Linked DNA regions of Mus musculus: region 2 is linked to region 1. Evidence: chromatin contacts called from public HiChIP or PLAC-seq data. All regions are on one chromosome and are shown on one strand. Each heading gives the region's core, a stretch centred on a gene start, on an enhancer-like site or on the middle of the called end of the contact. The rest is flanking DNA. Distances are from core to core; before and after follow the strand shown. Region 1 has its middle 17 kb from the start of Rsl24d1. Region 2 overlaps Unc13c (unc-13 homolog C).

The links. HiChIP or PLAC-seq counts read pairs in DNA pulled down with a chosen protein or histone mark.
Region 2: a FOXA1 HiChIP or PLAC-seq map of pancreatic cancer cells shows a contact between it and region 1. The contact joins two enhancer-like sites. A contact is called at or near these places in 8 of 115 datasets of contacts at active chromatin or transcription factors (acute myeloid leukemia, craniofacial prominence, embryonic basal ganglia and 5 more).

Annotation. Positions count from the first base shown.
Region 1 is chr9:73,128,801-73,132,855 of GRCm38.p6, reverse strand. No RefSeq gene overlaps it. Among named protein-coding and RNA genes, the nearest start is that of Rsl24d1, 17 kb to the right of the region's middle. Within about 2 kb of position 2,120, at least 31 of the 459 cell types and tissues checked have an H3K27ac peak or open chromatin away from gene starts, as enhancers often do. A contact at or near this core is called in pancreatic cancer cells, where this site is marked.
Region 2 is chr9:73,951,010-73,954,853 of GRCm38.p6, reverse strand. All of the region lies in intron 1 of Unc13c (unc-13 homolog C), which reads left to right. Among named protein-coding and RNA genes, the nearest start is that of Unc13c, 16 kb to the left of the region's middle. Within about 2 kb of position 2,318, at least 24 of the 459 cell types and tissues checked have an H3K27ac peak or open chromatin away from gene starts, as enhancers often do. A contact at or near this core is called in pancreatic cancer cells, where this site is marked.

The DNA of each region.
Region 1 (4,055 bases), core at 871-3,370:
CACACGTCCACACAGTCTTTGCTCAAAGCTCACAGCCTGAAAAGACTTCCAGGCAGTCAGAGGCTCACAGCCCAGAGAGCTGAGGGCGAAACACCAAGAAGCCATCTTCTGTTCCAAGAATTACTCGTTCCTGCCCTCGAGCCATCAACCCAAGCAGCGTTTCATCCTGGAATCTCTTGAGAATCGTTTCTGTGGGAACGTGGAGTTGTGTGAGAATTCCGAGCGCCTGTAAGAAAACTCCAGAACAAGTCTCATGACCCATTTCCTCGAAATACACGATCGTTCTTGGAATGTTTTACGCCACTCCCAGGTGTAAGCAGATAGGTAAGAGTGAGTTTGCTTCTGATTGCTCAAAATTGTTTGCTGCGGTTATTCAAATGTTTATGCCTCTATGGAAAAATGTGGTTTTGCCCCATGTAGCTTGTCTTTGGGATTGTACACAGCCTGAACTCATGAGAACTTTACTCAGGTTACTGCGCTTAACCCTCAGAGTATAAATTGTCTGATGCTCTAAAGAAAGTTTGTCCAGTGTGTGAGACTTTAGTCTGCCCCACTTATCTGCCCGTTTCTCCCAGGTCCCACCGCCTCTAGAGCAGTGAGAGTTTCAAACAAAATAAGCAATGTTTGCCTTTCACTCACCAGTCAACAATTTGTGTGTGTGTGTGTGTGTGTGAGAGAGAGAGAGAGAGAGAGAGAGAGAGAGAGAGAGAGAGAGAGGAGAGAAGGAGAGATGTACACTGGCATTCATGCTATCCATTTGTGGCATATCAGTGAGCTGTGGTGTATACACACACACACACACACACACACACACACACACACACGCATGCACACATGCAGAGTCCAGAAGAGGGAGGGAGTCAGATCATCTGCGCTGGAGTTACCACTCTAGGTGGGCACTAGAGACTGAATATCGGTAGGTCCCTTGGAAGTGCAGCTAGCACTCTCGCCCACTGGGCAACCTCTACAGTCCCTAATCCATAATTCTTTAATGGATACTGATGGCATGCTTGGCTCTTTGAGGACTCTCGAGATGAACACCCCCACCCCGGATCCCACACTGTAGGAATGTGACTGAAGTGATTGGAACTCAACAGAATGAACAGCCTCATGAAAGGCTCGAGTGTCGAGTGTTGTGTAGGAATGGTCAGGCATGCTCAGCTGATCTTCCCAACAATTTACCAGAAGGTGTGAAAGCAAGCAAGCAAGGTCAGCTCATATAGAACCTGTCTGTGGTTAAGTGAGACACAAGCACAGGCTACTCCGGTCCCAGAGCCTGTAACTTGATCAAACCCTAAGATTCACACAGAGAAAGTGGACAGGCAGGTCTCCAGAGGGAGAAGTTTCAGCTCAACCTTTCTGTAACCTGAGCACCTGCAGTCAGTTGTGTTGGCTACTAGTGGGGACGTTCACTTTTAAATTATGTGTAAGGGTGTTTGTCTGCATATGTCCATGCACCATGTGTGGTCCTGGTGGGCATGGAGGCCAGAAAAGGGCATTGGTTGCCCTAGAACTGGAGTTTCAGACAGTTGTGAAGCACCACGTGAGTGCTGGGAATCGCGAAGCCAGGTCCTCTGAAAGAGCAACAAGGTGCCTTAACTGCAGAGCCATCTGTCTAGCTTAACATAGACTTAGCATAGCTCCCCTCTGCTGAGGAATGAGCCCAAAAGCTTACTACAGTTTCTCAGGTCCACTTAGAACTTTAACCAATCAGATCTTTGGGTAGGATATTTGGCCCTGATCTCTCCAGTGACAACTGCTTGTTCCGTTTGCCCATCCTGCTGTGTCCATTCCATTTTCTGGGGAACATTTCACCACATGGTTCCCATAAGTTTAAAGATAATGTTGGGGTGTGTGTGTGTGTGTGTATGTGTGTGTTCCTGGAGGCCAGAAGAGGGCATGAGACCCCTGAGACAGGAGTTACAGGTGGATGTGAGCCACCCAATGTGGGTGCAGGGAATGGACCTCAGGTCCTATGCAGAAACAGTGGCCTCCCCAGCTAAGAGCAGGGATATTTAGTCTTTAGCTACTGAACTGTCTTCTAGCCCCGCTCCCATAGATGTAAACCATAGTCTCCCCTCCCCTTTCCTCCAAGAACATGAGTAATATAGACATTCCATTCCGCAATCACAATGATTGTTCAAGGGGTATGAGTCACCTCTCCCTACACCAGTCAGTCTCCTCTTCCTGGTGTTAAAGAAGACAATCTTCACCGCAGGTATCGAATAAGAGAGGTGTGAGTTCAGGACCCCACTTCACCTCTTTCCCAATACAAAGAGTTGACAGTGAATAAACACACATCTGACAACTGCACTGAGCCCTGGACCTCACACCCGGACTCAGTTCACACCTCATCTTTCCAGTTCCATCTGGGAAGTGCCTTCTTCCCACACAATGGGTGAGGTGGGTTTCTTCCCCTACCATCCCACTGGAGCAGATAACAAATGCACACTGGGAAGCCCTTTGCCTGTGGACCTTTGCTTAGCCTTAGTGTCAGTTTTGAAGGCGCAAAACCAGCCAGCTTGGTTCTTAAACCAGTTTCCAGACAAATGCCAGCCTCGGCTGTTTCCCGTTTCCCCGAGGTGCTCAACGACCCCAGGAGGCCACACGCTGCAAAAGCAACAGCTTAGGGGAGGTTAGAGAGGCAGCCACTTGATATTGAACTTTCTACCTAGACAAGTCTGGGGAGAAATGATTTTCTGAGCAAGCTAATGATTCAAGGTAAACGGAGCGTGACAAGGACTGCCTCCAGGATGCTGTCTGTGGGAGACAGACATGGACCGAGACACTCTAAAGTGATTAGCGCTGAGTGATTTGTCCTGCAGTTGTGGTATTGAGCCAGTGCTTAGACAGGATTTGTTCCGGGCATTTCTTATCAAAATCTCCTGACCCATCTGTGCTCCTGCGGTGAGCTTTGCAGAGCTGAAATCCTGAGGTCCCTTCTCCTTGCTCCTCTGTAGTTATGCAAAGCAGTGTACTTTGTTCTGCCAATTCCAGGTCTCCTCAGGCACCCCTTAATGTCATTTAACTGTAGATGAGGTTATCATAAACTAGCACCCACTCCTGGAAACGAGCCATCTACTGATGAATTGTTCTCTTTATTGTGGGGAGAATGTTAGATGTAACCAACTAGAGGACTCCAATAAACGTGCCCATGAGCTGAGTTCATCTGAAGAGGTCTGAAACACAGGACCATGGGCCTACTTAGAAAACAGCACACCAGCAGCCCTGCCTACTGGCTCTGCCAAAGAAATGTGATTTGTATTCTTCCTTTCTTTCTTTGGCTGCTTTTTTAGACTTACTTATTTTCTCTACATGATTTTTACCTGCAGTTTTGTGTGTGCCTGAAGAAGTCAGAAGGTGCTGGATACCTGGCACTCAGGGTCAAGAGTTCCAGATGGTTTTTAGCCACCAAGTCCTCTAGAAGAGTCCTCATAATCTCCAAACCATCTCTCTAGTCTGAAATGGGACTTTATTTTTTTATAATGTACACTGGTGTTTTGCCTGCATATATGTCTGTGTGAGGGTGTCAGGTCCCCTGGAACTGGGGTTACAGACAGTTGTGAGCTGCCATGTGAGTGCTGGGATCCTCTGGAAGAATAGCCAGTGCTCTTAACTGCTAAGCCATCTCTCTAGCCTCCTGAAATCTGACTTCTATTCAAAGAGAACGGAAAGGTTCTCTTCCCTGAAAGATAAGCCACATTGAATATCAGAGAAAATCTGAATCATCACCAAGAGTTTCTGCAGTGACCACAGGTCTTCCAAATACTGACATCATAATAAGTGACTCTGAATTCTGTGCAGATAAACGTAGGGACTTCTGACAGTGTCGTATGACGAGTCTGTTTCCAGTATGGGCTTGAGGGAGTAGCTGTATCAGAAGTCCATTTAGAGGGGCTACAGGGCTGCTCAGCTGGTAAAAGGTTTGCTGTACAAGCACAAAAAGGTAAGGTTGATCCCTAGAACCCACCACCAGATGTGGTGATATGGCCTGGAAATCCCAGTGCTGAGAGGTGAAGACTAGAAGGTCCCTGATGTTCAGCGGCTCTGGTCTC
Region 2 (3,844 bases), core at 1,069-3,568, 820 kb before region 1:
AAAAAACCTTCAAGAGTGTTGGACTGGGAGGGTATGAATAAGAATGAAGTAATATGATACATTTATGTGAAAATGTCATAATGAAGCTCATTACTTTGTATGATAATTGAAAAAAAGCAAAAACCACTGGAGCTGGAGAGGTGAGCAGTGCTTCCTGCTCTTGCAGATGACCTGAGTTCATGTCCTCGTACCTATATCAGCCAGTTCACAACCGCCTGTGACTCTAGCACCAGAGGCTCTAAAACCCTTTTCTGACCCCACAGGCACATGTACTCATATGCACATACACACTCACAGACGCAAACACACACATGCACATAATTAAAATGAAAATAAATATTAAAAACAAAAACATAAAAATTATAAAATATTTACAAATTTAAGGCTATGGGAATATCTATTGTACAATACGAAGAACCTTCCCACTATATTGCTATGTTTGTATTTCATGATTAAATGGTTTATAAAGTGGGTAGGTAGGCATTGTAGAGTCACATTTTTTTTTATGTGTAGATAATATTGGTTTGTAGGGTCTTAATTTGTATTTGGAAATGGGTGTCATCACTGTTAGAGCTGTGGTGTTGGGAAAGATGCTTTATGATGCCTGGGCACAGTTCTTTTCTCTCCACAACAGGAATATCTAAAGCATACTCCCCTACATTCCTGTATACATAAACCTCACTGGTAGGGGTGTGTCTGAAGCACACCCAGCAAGTAGAGTGCAGCAGCTACCATTATCATTCTCTTTCGCCCATTAGCAATCTCTAGGAGTTGTGATCCTGAGAAAACCAAGCATATTTTGTAAACATAGAGTTAAATAGCTCAAAGCTAGGATAGGATCAATACCAAGAGTAGATATTTGCCAGTAGCGTGAACATCTATGAATCTTATTAGAAAAACTATTTATTTATTATTTACTAATGCATGCTTTACTTATTTATTTATTTTAGTGTTGAGGACTGAAGCTATAGTATCACACATGCTAAGCAAGTGTCCTACCACTGAGCTATATCCGTAGTCCAAGTCTGTTCTTGACCATCTATTATTTCTTTTGCTTCTATAAATTTAGTAATATATGCCAATATAGAGTTAAATTGTTTCCTTTTATACTCATACCCATCATCATTCATTGAAAAAAAACTGAATCTAGTTCTTCTCTTTTTCAATAATTTCTTTAGGTTCTCTATTGCCTCAGTTAACAGACCCTGGGAATTGTTGACTAATTATGCTAAAACTTTACTCAAGTTGTTGGAGTACACGTTCAAGGTAATATTTGTGGTAGTCTTCTTGATGGAAAGAAAATAAATATCTCTCTATAAAGATGCTTCTGTGTTGCCTTCAAGGAAGAATGGGTTTTCTACCCCTGAATGGTAACATGGAATTCTTTTGTATCTTAGAGAATTCAGAGGAAATAACTAGGTCAAAGTTATTAAATTGGACTGAACTCTCTATAATTACAGCTGCCCTCAAGTCTAGGAAATTGAAATAAATTAACACAGATGTTTTCTCCCATGACTAAGAACCCAATGGTAGGATGGCCAACCTGCTCAAGATGGGAATTAAACCTTACCTGAAGTCTTCTCTTTCATAACGACAAATTCTTCTACGGGGTGCTTAGCTTTTCCAGTATCTGCTACAAGAAATGAGAATTTATTTGTTTGGTGACATAGATAGTTTTAGAATTACCCTTTAATTAGTAAGAAATTGCTTCTAGCTAATCATTGTCTTTCTGCCCTGTATCAAGAGATTCCAACAATAGTCATTCTATCTCACAGTGCCAATCATTTCTTCCCTTGAGACTTTCAGATATTCAAGATACTATGTGTGCTGCTTCCTTCCTACTGATATAACTTTGAAGTTTATAGCTATAAGAATGGTAATTTTGACTCACTGATATACTACAGGGCCTGTTTTTGCAAAGCATCAGTTGATAGATCCATATATATATATATATATATATATATATATATATATATATATGCGCATGCACGTGTGCGTGTGTGTGTGTGTGTGTGTGTGTGTGTGTATAGTCTCATATAGAGCCATTTCTTCAGTGCTCCCTTGGTACCAACTTTCTACAGTTAGATTCCCTGGGAAACAGACCATGAAATAGATAAGCACAGTGTATCTTTTGACTTATATATATGAAAATCTGAGCTGCAGAATGTTTGCAGCAGAGATCTTAACAATCCCACAGGAAGTGTTGATATTTGGACTTTCCCTGTACTAAAGAAAAAGAACCAGGAATATGAACCCCCACTTATTAGTCACTGCCTCTAGGCTGCCTAAGGAAAGAGAATGACCACCCTCCTCCACACACCCAGAGTAGGAAGCAGCATTCTCAGAGAGTGACTCAGTGTGAGCCCTTGGGGACCAACCAGCACTCTGGAAAGTCAGGGAAAGGAGTAACAATATTGAAGGAATCTTCAAGTGACCCAACTCAGTCATGCCAGGTATCTTTGCAGGAACTCTGGAAGACAGGTTGGTAGAGGCTGACACTAACTTCTCAGGGTTCAGAAAGTGTCCATTCTCAGGGATTGTCACTTATTTATGCTTCTTTCAAAACCAGAGGAATTTATTCAGAAGACAGTCTCACTTGCCTTTGAAAATATTGCATGTTTAAAAATTATCAGGTTGTGGTCTCTCAGTGCACTGTTTGCTGTGGTTATTCTCAGGTATCACTGAGGCAAACACTGGCTGATGCTACGTGTTGTTTCAGTTTTGAATTGAAGAGACTTTGCATGTATACTCGAGTAGTCTATAATAAGAGTACTGCTGATTTCCAAACATCAGAATTGGATGCTTGAATTCTTCATTAGGAACTTGTATTAACTATCTTATAGCGAATCTGGTGTCTTTACTGAAAATTTTAAAGGAAGTCTTGCTATTAGGCACTTTGAAGTAACGTCCTTTGGGATTTACTCTAAAAGCATCCCGTAATTTAGGAAAATGATGAAATTGCCACTTTGTGTAGTGACACTAATTTAAATTTTAGTAATGAGCGGCACACCCAGTTTTGCTTGAGTGCTTTAAAGCATAAATATTTGGCTTTCATCCAAGAATTAGAATCAGCTGAACTTCCTCTGTGTGAGGAGAATTGCAGTGGATCTAATAGTCTAAAGCAGAAGCCAGGAGTGGACAATGTAATTATGCAAGCCTTTAAGATCTGTGCTATGCAACATTCATTAAAATTTAAAATTCTTACTTTTAATACAGAACAGGCTGCATCCAGAGTTACACACTGCGTGGTAAGTGGAGCAGTAGGAAGCCATGTCCAGAGCCAAGTGCAGAAGCCCGGGGTGGTAGTTAAGTGAATGTACGGTTTTCTTTCAAATCTTCGTTTAGGATAGCTCATTGCCCTAATTTCATTTTTGTTGTTGTGATTAAAATGCCCTGACAAAAATTTTAGAGGACAAAAGGTTTATTGGGCATAAAATTCCAAGTTACAGTCCATCACTGCAGAGAAATCAAGGCAGGAGCCTAAGGCACAGAGTCATATCACATTCAAGAGTATGGGGAGAATCAATGCATGTTAAGTCTGGTGCTTAGCTAGGATTGGCTACTTTTACACATTCAAGATTTCCTGCTCAGGCAGGGGTGCTGTGCACAGTGGTTAGATCTGCCTAAATCAATTAACCATCAAGACAACAACTCACAGACTTGCCCATAGGACATCCTGACTTAGACAGTCCTCAGAGAGTCTCTACCAGGGGATTCTTGGTTATGTGAAGTTGGTGAGTAGACTAACCATCATAGTCCTACAGGCCTATTCCTGTTTGGTCATGTTAGTGTCTGTCTATGTAATGATTCTTCTTTTAGAAAGACAAAATAACCAGTAGCTTCC